2 separate regions of the Nomascus leucogenys genome follow, and region 2 is linked to region 1. Evidence: chromatin contacts called from public Hi-C data. All regions are on one chromosome and are shown on one strand. Each heading gives the region's core, a stretch centred on a gene start, on an enhancer-like site or on the middle of the called end of the contact. The rest is flanking DNA. Distances are from core to core; before and after follow the strand shown. Region 1 holds the start of PIFO (protein pitchfork). Region 2 has its middle 5.4 kb from the start of CHI3L2.

Region 1 (5,670 bases), core at 2,014-4,513:
CCAGAGCAACAATTTACTTGCAACAGAGCAAGTAATCCCCTGGAATAATAATAATTCTTATATGTCCTCAGAGACAGTCAAGTGAGAAAAGCCATTAACTGTCTCATAAAGCTATAACAGTCTCCATAAACATCTGGCATCCTCTTGATACTATAAAATGTGCATGATGGAAACTACTGAATTCTTAAGGTCTTCATCAAAACTGGCTACACTATAAAACTTTGTCTAAGTATTCCCTGGTACTAGCAGACACCTGCATGAGTTCCTTCGTGCATGGTCATCATTCAAAAACTGGCATTTTGGCATGTCTTAGAGCTAGCTGAAATTCTTCATTAGCCTCTTATCATTACACTGATGGTTATACAGGAGATACACATGACACATAGACAGTCTGTCTTTGACTATACGATGTTCGGTCTGGCTTTACTGAAAAGTTGATAAATTTTGCATCAATCAGGATGTAGATGGGCCCAGTTAAGTTACGTTGATCACATTGGTAATATGAACAGAGATTGATGGGAAATTTCTCTTTCCTTGGGTATACTGGGATCTTTATTGACTTTGTTTTTAGAGTCTGATCTTTTTCTTTTAGCCTCTTACCTAAGAAGTCAAGCATTTGCTTTATGTTATTTCCTTGCTTTCTTTGGCTTCCCTATGTTCACCTTGCAGTCCTGTTGCTTTCTCCAAAATCTCAAACCAAGTATGGTTATTTTAAAGTCCATGTTTGATGACTCCGATATCTGGATTTTTCTGTGGGTCTGTTTCTACTCTCTTTTATTATAAGCTCTTGTTTTATATCAAATGCCAAACATTTTGCATGAAAAAGATTGTAAAAATTAGTTGAGTCTCTGGATGATATCTTCAGAAAATACTTACTTTTGTTTATTACATGCAATAAGGATAGCAGTAGATCACTTTAATGCAACTAGGAACTGAATTGGTGCAAAGCTGAACTTCAGGGTTTTTTGACAGCTGGTCTATTTATGGTTTACCCTTATTCCTAGGGTTTATCTCTTTGAAGTTCCGACTTAAACTTCAAACTGTGTTTTCCAGTCTCCCCTTCTCCATGGCCAACCTAAATCTTGTTTCTAAGTTCTCAGAGGCTGTCTAACCAAAGTTCTGCTCAAATCTTCTGCTTCTCAGCCAGCTTTTTATTTAGCAAGCGTTCCAATGGAACAGCAGCACCAAGGTTGAACTCACCACTTTGGGCTTCTCTTCTCGCTGAGATTTTGGCTCTGAATGTTCTTTCTTTCTGGATATATCTTTGATATCTTCAAACATATATATTTTACTTATTCAATTCACCTGTTCTCAGCTGGAGAATTAGTCTGAAGCAAACCAGTCTACCAAAGTAAGAATGGATTACCACATTTTCAAGACACTTTGCGAAATATGTTTCATGTCACAAATAATGTAAACATTATTTTCAAAAAGCACATTAATACCTACAAACGTTAATATTACCTAAATTATTAATGAAAGTAAAAATCATCAAATCCATACCAATACAGTCATACACCGCATGAAGACATTTTGATCAATGATGAAGTGTATATACAGTGGTGGCTCCCTAAAATTACAATGGAGCAGCCCTATATAGGTGTACCATTTTTAATTTTAAACCATAGTTTTACTGTTCCTTTTCTATGTTTAGGTAAGTTTAGATACACAAATACTTAATATCATGTTACAATTGTCTACAGTATTCAATACGGTAATGTGCTGTACTGGTTTGTAGCCTAGGAGTAACAGGCCGTACTATAAGCCTAGTTGTGTAGTAGGCTATACCATCTAGGTCTGTGTTAAGTATAGTCTATGACATTCTCACAACAAAGTCGCCTAATGACACACTTCTTAGAAAACATCCTCATCACTAAGTAATGGGTGATTGCATTTCTTTACATTTTATTTATTATCAGTATTATTGCAACTGTATTTTAAGTAGACAAAATGCTTGGCGTAAATTATACAATAATTTTCAGTCTTTATTCCATTTAAGCTTAGCTCATCATAACAACCTTCTATATTACTGGGCTTTCTGCATTATTTCCTATAAATGTCTTCACAATGTTAATATATATGACTACTACTAATTATTTTTGTAGAGTCCAACAGGACATATTTGAATGTCATGTGGGACATGGGAAAATTCACTGTATGCCTGGGCAATGCAGTGTAGGATGTCTAGCCTCCCTAGCCTGTTGGCCAGGAACAACACCCCAACAATTTTTAACAAGGAAAAATTCTTCCACAAATTTCCAAAACACCCTCTGGGAGTCACTGTCACCCTTTTAGGAAAGTCTACCTTAGATCTATAAAAATCATCCCTGAAGGCCGTGCTAACGCGGATTATGTGTAGATTCCAGGGTCAACACCTGTAAAGGGTCAAAGTATGGACCAGTCACCCTTGGTGTTCTGTTACCTCTAACACCCGGACAACTCCTAAAGCCATCCTAAAAATCTAGTGAAAACAAGCTAGTATTAATATCCATGGCAAAGGCAAAAAAGACAAAACACACTCTGATCTTTTTTTCTTCAGTTATTATTTTCAGTGATAATAACCTGTTGTATGTCACCCACCAAGTACCACGTTCTGAACTGTTTTAATCCTGTCATCTTGATCCTCTCAACAACCCTATATAGAGGAATTTTTATTCCCAATTTAGAGATGAGAAAACTGGGGCTTAGAAATTTGACTGCCCCAACTTGTGAAAAAAAACTATTAGTCTTCTCTGATTCCGTGGCATTCTACGGTCCACGCAAGGCCTCCAGTTCTTTTAAAACCTCGCGCCCCCTCCCCCGGCCCCCTGGGATAGAATGGGCAACCTGATTGGAGGGGCTTGAGGAAAAGGAAAAATGGTCTAAGAGCCTAATATGGAACTAGCTGTCAGCTCAACTCTGCCCCCTACTCCTCTGCTGGGGTGTTACCCAGGGAGTCCACCCCGGTACGCTGCAGCGGCTGCCTTTCTACCTTCACTTTACTTGCTGGTGGCCTGGACTTCGGGACGTTCAGAACCCCACTGTCCTTCCCTCTGCAACAGCGCATTCCTCTTGGCCCAGCTTCCAAAGCTATTTGCCGCCCCGTCAACCCTGCAGCCCCTACAGCCACGAATCCAGGAAACCCTCTACCGGCAGCCCAGCTACTGAGTTTACAATCTCCTGGGCTTTGGGCTCCAAGGTGCGGGTTCCTGCCCCAGTAATGGCTCGGTGGACGCCGCAACTTGCCGCGCAGGCGCGCTCGGGCCCTCTCCCCATCCCCGCACTCCGCAGCTGGGAATCACGGGACTAGCCTTCGTTTCCTTGGCAACGCAGTACACAAGTGCTAGCCCTAGCAGCTCGCGATGTGCTACAGCAAAGCAGGTGAGGAGGGCTGCCAGAAGCCTAGAATAGAGGGCCGGTAGGGGGAAGGGTGGGGAATTTGGGAAAGACGAAGTGGGAGGAAGTGCATTTCGCCCCCCTCCATGGAGTTTGGCGAGGTTTTGTAAGCTCACGGTTGGGCCCTGTCCTCTGCTCAGTCTCCCCGACCTTCCCCTCCCGGAACGCGCTCACGTAGACCCAGGTGCCGTCCCTCACGTGGAGCCTCTCCTCTTTATTTTAGACGCTGCGGATAACTACCCTTTTGGAACATGTCAACAGAGGAAACTTTTTCCTCACTTCCATCCCCCAAATTTGATTGGGAACAAGTTTGTCCCTCTTAGGGGATCACCCCACAGAGGGCCTGGGTGTTACTTATCAGATGTGAGTATTTACCTCCCCTTAGATGCGCCTCCGTTCCCCGGCTATTGACGGATAGCCAAGTTTCCAAGTTTCGTAAAAGAAAAAATTATATGGGACTTGAGATCTTCAGAGTCCCAGCATAAGAAAGCGCTCTGTTCTTCTGCAAGCAGCTGTTTCAGCCAATGCCAGAGATTAAAGGATTATTGCTCCCCGCCTTGCACCTCCATTAAACGCAAGCCCTAGCTTCATATAATCCCTACTCCGTCCTCACTTCCAAAGGCCTCTGAGCCAATACCAGTTACCCTCCCATTCCTCCAAACCTTAGGCTGACAGTTGCATTAGAGTAAGTTCAGCTCTGTGGGGCTCCGAAGACTGATTCATTCGAATATATGGCAATGTCCTATAGTCTACGTATCCAGCCACACCCCTCTACAAAGTTACCTGTATTACTTGTGTAATTCTATGGTCTTGACCTCAAAGGAGTCAAGACAAGAAAGAATAATCCCTTGCAGAGAAGGTTCAGATGGGAACATGCTAAGCTCACTCCATTTCGATGGCCCTGATGTTCTCTGACTATGTGTTGTTTTTTCTTTTTTTGTTTGTTTGTTTGTTTGTTTTTTAATGTACCACCCAAAGGGATATGGCTTGGCATACGACTTATCTAAGATCCCAACCAGTATAAAAGGATATACTTTGGGAGCCAGAACAGCTGTGAGGTTTAAGCCAATACAGAAGGTAATGTGCTGGGATTTTAGTGTTATCCACATTCTTGCACGCATTTGCACAGGCGTGCAAAGGGCAGAGAGCAAGAGGGGGGTGATCTAAAAGAATATGCCCTGAAATTAAAGAAAAGTAGGCATTTAAGCAAAAGCTGTTAAGAAGCCTATCTGAGGCCGGGCGTGCTGGCTCAAGCCTGTAATCCCAGCACTTTGGGAGGCCGAGGCGGGCGTATCACGAGGTCAGGAGATCGAGACCATCCTGGCTAACACGGTGAAACCCCGTGTCTACTAAAAATACAAAAAATTAGTCGGGCGTGTTGGGGGGCACCTGTAGTCCCAGCTACTCGGGAGGCTGAGGCAGGAGAATGGGGTGAACCCGGGAGGCGGAGCTTGCAGTGAGCCGAGATCGCGCCACTGCACTCCAGCCTGGGGGACAGAGAAAGACTCCGTCTCAAAAAAAATAAAAATAAAAAAAATAAAAAGCCTATCTGAAAAGCTTGGGCATTAACATTGCAAATATGGGTGTGAGTGTACTGGGGAGAGTGGAAAACAATTTAGTGAAGAAATGGTCCCAACACAGGGCTTTAAGTGTTGAGATGCCTGAGGTTAAACATTTGAAGCTTGTGTTTATATACATTATATTATCTTGTCAGTTAAAAAACAAATTCCAATTTTTCCACCCTTTTGTATGATTGGGTTTCAAGTGTAAAGTTCAGTAGGGGATCCTAATCTCTTATTGGACATTTTCCTGACTCTTGAGCTTAAGGAGCAGAGATACTATCTCTAAAAATCTCTGAGTGAGATGTTAAGGGTAGTGGCTGTGATAAGTTGCCTTGGTTCTCTACCCATCCTATATTTATTTCTACAACTTATACATTATGTATCACTAGGTAGCTGAACCACACCCATGTGTCGGTTTTCTACCTACCGAAGACTTATTTCTGTAGCTTGAGGTGGCTGAACCATAGCTGATTTATGAACAGAAAGAGGATGATTCTGTTTTTTCTACCTGGAAGGCTTTATGTGTATATATATACATATCACTCTGTAACATAATGATCTTTTTCTTGGAAACAGGAAACGACACCTCATGCAGGCATGTACCAGAAAGTAAGTCCTCAGCAGGAAAAACACAAACAAAATTTTGCTCCATTTAATGTCTTGGTGCCTCGATTTAAGAACTACCCAAAGGACACTTACTATCCCAGGTATGTCTCCTCTCTTTTGGTGCACT
Region 2 (5,670 bases), core at 982-3,481, 110 kb before region 1:
GCCGGTCTTATCAAATGTCTCCCAGCCCAGTGCAAGCTCTAGTGATTGTTCAGCTTCCAGATCTCTGGTGGTGCTTATTTCCTTGGTACTTTTTGTTGTTGTTGTTTTTGCCCATTCTGCCATAGTCTCACCCCCTGTATGAGAGCTTTGTATTCAGCCACAGATCTGAAAGAACCCCATGCAGTTTTCTGAAGCTCTTTTTCTATACTACTCCCTTATCTCTGGCATTCTATTGTGAAGTTTCCAAGCCTCTCAGCCTCTTCAAACTCCATTCTTTGCCTCAGTGGGACCTGCATGCTCTCTGTAGGCCCCCCTTCTTGTGTTGCAGTCTGCACAAGGCACAAAGCTGGAGTTGTGGGAGGGCTCACCTCATTTGTTTTCACAGCCCTGCATTGCATATTGCCCAATGTCTGAAAACAATCATTTTGTATATTTTATATCATATTCTAGTTTATTGTGTGAGAGTTACTCAGTCATTGCTGGAGGAGGCCACAAATACTTATTAGATGTGTGAAGTGGCTGTGAAGATGAGTTAGTGTGCATAGAGGAGGTAGAGGAACTGAAACTCGGGGTGGGTGGGTGAGGAGGAATTTGCCCAAGACAAAGCTTTTGTTAGACCTAGGAGGAGAGGCCTGGTGCTTTGCATCCTCGGGCTGTGCTTTCACTCTCAAGCCAGGTCATCTCTTCCCTGGCTTAGCTGCTCTGAGCACTGCCTCCTCCTCAGTTGTCTCCTCCTCTTCAGTTATGTCTTCCAGCACTTGGGATGCTGACTTCTTCAACCAAGCCCCCTCCAAGCCCTCCCCATACCCACATTCAGATAAAGTGGAAAGAGGTTTTCCATCCCAAGTGTATCAGATCATTTGGAAAGATCAAGACCCCCTAGCTCCATCATGAGCCAGTGGATGAGCTTTCTGATTGTCCCTGCTTTGACTCCCGCTTCCAATTTGCCCAAAGGCCCTCTCACCACCATGCAGCCTGCAATATGAGACCATGTCTGTGAAACCATGCCATGAACAGCAACACTCAAGCAAATTGGATTATTTAATCAATAATTGGAGCAATAAGCATCTGCCTTGGTGTGCCAGGCCACAAGGGGCACAGGTAAAAGGCCTGTCTTCTCAAGAAGCGCTTATTCTAGAGACTGGCTGCCCACTGTGGGGTTCAGTTAGCAGAAAACACCCTGCTGCCAGTGGTTTCAGGGTCTGCCTCAGATGCAGATAAGGCAAAGGATCCCTTTGCCCAAGGTCATGACTTACCAGGGAAGCCCATCACTTGTGGCTGAATGAGGAGGGCGTATAAAGACCTAGGCATTTTAGTCTGAAGTGAGACAACTCTGATGTACGTCACTTGCTCTGGATCTCCCGGCTAGGTTGGCTGAAGCTTTGTCGGAGCTGCATCCAAACTCAGCCTCTTCCTCTACCCAATCTTGCTCCCTCTTTCCTTTCATAACAGATAATTTCTAATTAACAGCTTGTGCCCACACTTCAATTCCACACCTGCTTCTAGGGGGCCCAACTCATGACACAGGGAATGACCATGACCATGGGCTTTGGCAGCTACAGTCCAGTCCCGTTTCCCTGCAGACAGGGAAAGGTCAGGTCAGGCAGGGGATGATGACTCCACAGAAGAGTCATCCGGATACCACAGGCTTCAGCTTCTCAACACTTTTTACCTCCATTTTTTTTGTTTGTTTGTTTTTAGATGTAGTCTTGCTCTGTTGCCCAGACTGGAGTGCAATTGCACAGTCTTGGCTCACTGGAGTCTCTGCCTCCTGAGTTCAAGTAATTCTCATGCTTCAGCCTCCTGAATAGCTGAGCTTACAGGTGCCCTCTATGCCCAGCTGATTTTTGTATTTTTAGTAGAGATGGGATTTCACCATGTTGGCTAGGCTGGTCTTGAATTCCTGACCTCAAGTGATCCCACCTCAGCCTCCCAAAGTGCTGGGATTACAGGCATGAGCCACTGCACGTGGCCAACCTCTCTTCTTTATCAATGTGACAGAAAGTTGAAATGAAGATGAATTACTGGGACATGAGATCAGATTATGTTTATTGAGTATACACTCTAAGCCAGGTAATATGCTAAGTGCTTCACTTGCATTATCAAGTTTCATTCCCTCAAACAACCTCCCAGGGAGGTAATCTCATTATCCCCATTTTATAAAGTCCTTTGCCTCTGTCTTATGAGAGTTGGGGCAGGCCTGAGGGCAATGAGTGATGATCTCAGATGCCCTCCAGGGTCCTGGCCTGTCTTCTACAGCATGAATCTCTGTGAGCAGCTTCATTCTCATTGCTGGCTCCTGCTTATCTCCTCTTTTTCCTCCTTCCTCCCCCAGCTCTCAGTTCTGCAGATCTGGCAGCACGGCTCAGACCCCACCAGCAAATCAGAGGCAATTTCAATGCCCATCCCCCACCCTCAAAAATAGGAAGAAGAGAAACTCTCAGACCACATCCTGCATTTGAGCAAAGTTCCCACCAGTGGTTCAATGCAGGCAAACATTTATGCGACATCTTCCAGCTCATAGCCAACCTAGCAACCACCAAAGTTGGGCTCCCAAGAGGTCACTCATTCACTTAGCAGCAAGGGACTACCAGTGACGGACCTGCTGTGTGTGTGTGTGGGGGGAAACTGGAAGTGTACAGATGAGTGATTCATTCATTTATTCTTATACTTTTTCACCTAACAGTGACTTACTGCCGTCTTATTTTGTTTGAAGCACAGGTCATAAAGATGTGGTGGGTAGCAAGAAAGAGTCTTGATCTCATGTTCCACTTAGTGGAAGAAATAACATTTATAGTCCATTATCAAACAACTTCGTAACAGTCCAGTCGCAGGCACACAAAGTCCAGGAGAATGTACAAGAGATTTGTAGTTTGGGATGGCTCATAACATCTCACACAAAAAGGGTCTCAGATAATGTGAGTATTGAGGTGGCTGCTGCAGTTTGTTTTCTTCCTCCCTGGTTCTGCACTGGGCCCAGGTCTTTCTATTTAGGCTCTCTGGGTGCCTCACAGACCCACTGCTCTCCCCAGCGAGCACATGCCTCTCTCTGAACCTGCTACCTCTTCTCCCCCACGCCCCGTCCCAGTGAGCACTTGGCGTCTTTAAACCTCCCTCCAGAGTCCTCCCTTATTGATGGCCACACTGGGCAAGTGTGGCCCGTGTGTCCCATGCTGAGATATGCTGAAAGAGCCTGCTCTTCCTCAACCTTGAAGCACATTAACAGAAGTCCCTTTCTGTTACACCAGTTTTAGGCCTGAATCCGGCCCCAGAAAGCAAGATGGGACAGTGCCAAGCTTCAGGAATGCAAGCATGTTAGGGCAAACAAGAAAAATCCACTTTGCTATATTTAGAACAGAGCATTTCTCCTTCCTTTATTTTTATTTTCATTTTTCCCTTTGATCTTCCCTGGTGTTCTCCCTCTGCATTCTCTTTTTTGTGTCATACTTATTTCTGCAGTGAACAAGGTTATGACATCATCCCTCTGTCCCCACTCATCCTTCCAACCTTTCTGAGACAATCCCAGGGCCAAGAACAGACTGAGAAGCTAGGGGAGGTAGGACATTCCCAGGACACCTGCCCAGGGCCAGCTAGGTGTTGAGCTGCCTACCAACAACCACCAGAGGGCGCCCCTTCCCCATGCCTCTGCTGCGGAGGCTCCCTCGAGAGTCCAGGCTTGGGGTGGGTCAGAAGTGCTGCAGGCCCTGGACACAGGCTCGTATCTGGACGGTGACAGTGCCTCTGCCTCATCACTGACTAATAGAAGGCCACCCTTCATTGTTATTTCCTCCCTGTGGCAGAAATGGGTTCTGAATTTCTCCTCAAGCAAGTCCCCAAGGCATATTTTTAACCTAACCTTGGGTTAATAAGTATAGACTTTCCCATCTTTAGGGATTCAAGTTCTCCCTGGGGTTTGGAACAGAGCTAGATCCTGCCTTCACAGACCCCTGTAAATCAAGGTGAATCGAAAGTGGCATTTAAATCTGGCCTTATATGCCAAGAAATGGACATCCTCATGCTTCCACCCCACTGGTGATCTCAGTTCCCATGACACACCTACACTCTCATTAAGTCACCCTTGTTCCCACGTCTGCCACAGAGTTACAGAGTCCAACTCTGAGACTTCACTAAGACTGGTCTCCTTGTGTGTTTCCTATTCTTCTCCTCCTGGCAATGCCCGGATCCTCCTTCTAATCCCTTCTCAAAGCTTGCTTTCAGGAGGAAGCCAGCCAGGTCCCTACCAGGGCAGTGTGGCCTTTCTATTCTCAGCAGTCCTCCGTTCTTTCTGTACGACTGTGGTGTTTGTATTTAATTCTCTGCTCCTTTATTCTGCCTCTTACATATCTCTTTCCTGAGCTAGATGCAAAAGCTGTAAATGAAGATTGGCAGGCATAAAAATATTTTTTAATTATATAATGAAAACAATATAAACACAATAGGAAGTAAAAAGTGAAAAAATACAATAAATATGATAATGGATTAATTTATATAATACAGAGAGAATTCCTAAAAAGCCATACCAAAGAGATGGAGAATCCAATAGATATGGCCAGGCAACTCAGAGAAGGAGAAAAAGTATTGGCCAATAAATATATACATTAAAAAGTTGTCCAACCTTTAGTTTTAATGTAAATTAAAATAAGAAGGCATAATTTTAATATAAAAGATAGACTGATAATACCCATTATTTATTGTTTACTAGAATGGGGGTAATAAGCATGCTTCATATGTAGTTGGAAGGAGTACACGCTGAAGCACAATTTGAAAAGTAGTATAAAAATAGTAAATGGATGTCTTTTATACAAAATCATCTCATTGCAGAATTATCTGTGACTGTGAAATTTGAAAACAACTGAAATATCCATCAATGGGGGATGTAGTAATTTAAAATTGCGTATAAATTGATAGCCTCTATTTTGATTATGTGAAAGGATGCTTTGCCATAAATTGCTGAGAGTAGGGGAGAAAGAGAGAGAGAGTGTGTGTGTGTGTGTGTGTGTATGTATGTGTCAAGAAAGAGGAGAGAGAGAGAAAGAGAGAGAGAGAGAAAGGAGTTAGGGATGATACATACCAAAATTGTTAACAGAAGTTTCTTTAGAGAATGAATAGGTACTTTAATTTTCTGCTTTATATATTTTAATATTCTTAGGGTTTTGCTGCAATGTAAATTTGCTACAATTAAATTTTTTAAATTTCTTTTTGAGACAGAGTTTCGCTCTTGTTGCCTAGGCTGGAGTGCAATGACGCGATCTCGGCTCACTGCAACCGCTGCTTCCCAGGTTCAAGCGATTCTCCTGCCTCAGCCTCCCGAGTAGCTGGGATTACAGGCATATGCCACCATGCCTGGCTAATTTTTTGTATTTTTGGTAGAGATGGAGTTTCTCCATGTTGGTCAGGCTGATCTCAAACTCCCGACCTTAGGTGATCTGCCCACTTCAGCCTCCCAAAGTGCTGGGATTACAGGCGTGAACCCCCGTGGCCAGCCTAATTTTTTAAATTTCAAATTTGAGGAAAAAAGGAATAATTTGTTTACATGTTTGTCTCCCCCACTAAAAACATAAGTCAATAGAAAGCTGGAATCAAATTATATTTGGTTCATATTTGGTTTACCGTATAAATTATATTTATGCAGTGACTGACAAAAAGTAAACACTCCATTAATTTTTTAAA

What was found. Hi-C and Micro-C count contacts between places; a contact is called where the count stands out from the background.
Region 2: a Hi-C map of an unstated tissue shows a contact between it and region 1, with 2.1 times the contacts expected there. The contact joins the enhancer-like site here to the promoter of PIFO in region 1. A contact is called at or near these places in 3 of 4 Hi-C or Micro-C datasets (a lymphoblastoid cell line and an unstated tissue).

Annotation. Positions count from the first base shown.
Region 1 is chr12:64,607,016-64,612,685 of Asia_NLE_v1, reverse strand. It overlaps PIFO (protein pitchfork), which reads left to right and starts at 3,263. Exons shown (of 6, transcript XM_003267963.3): 1 at 3,263-3,360; 2 at 3,599-3,738; 3 at 4,354-4,452; 4 at 5,514-5,644. The coding sequence starts at 3,342.
Region 2 is chr12:64,718,167-64,723,836 of Asia_NLE_v1, reverse strand. No RefSeq gene overlaps it. Among named protein-coding and RNA genes, the nearest start is that of CHI3L2, 5.4 kb to the right of the region's middle. Within about 2 kb of position 2,231, the one cell type or tissue checked has an H3K27ac peak away from gene starts, as active enhancers do. A contact at or near this core is called in a lymphoblastoid cell line, where this site is marked.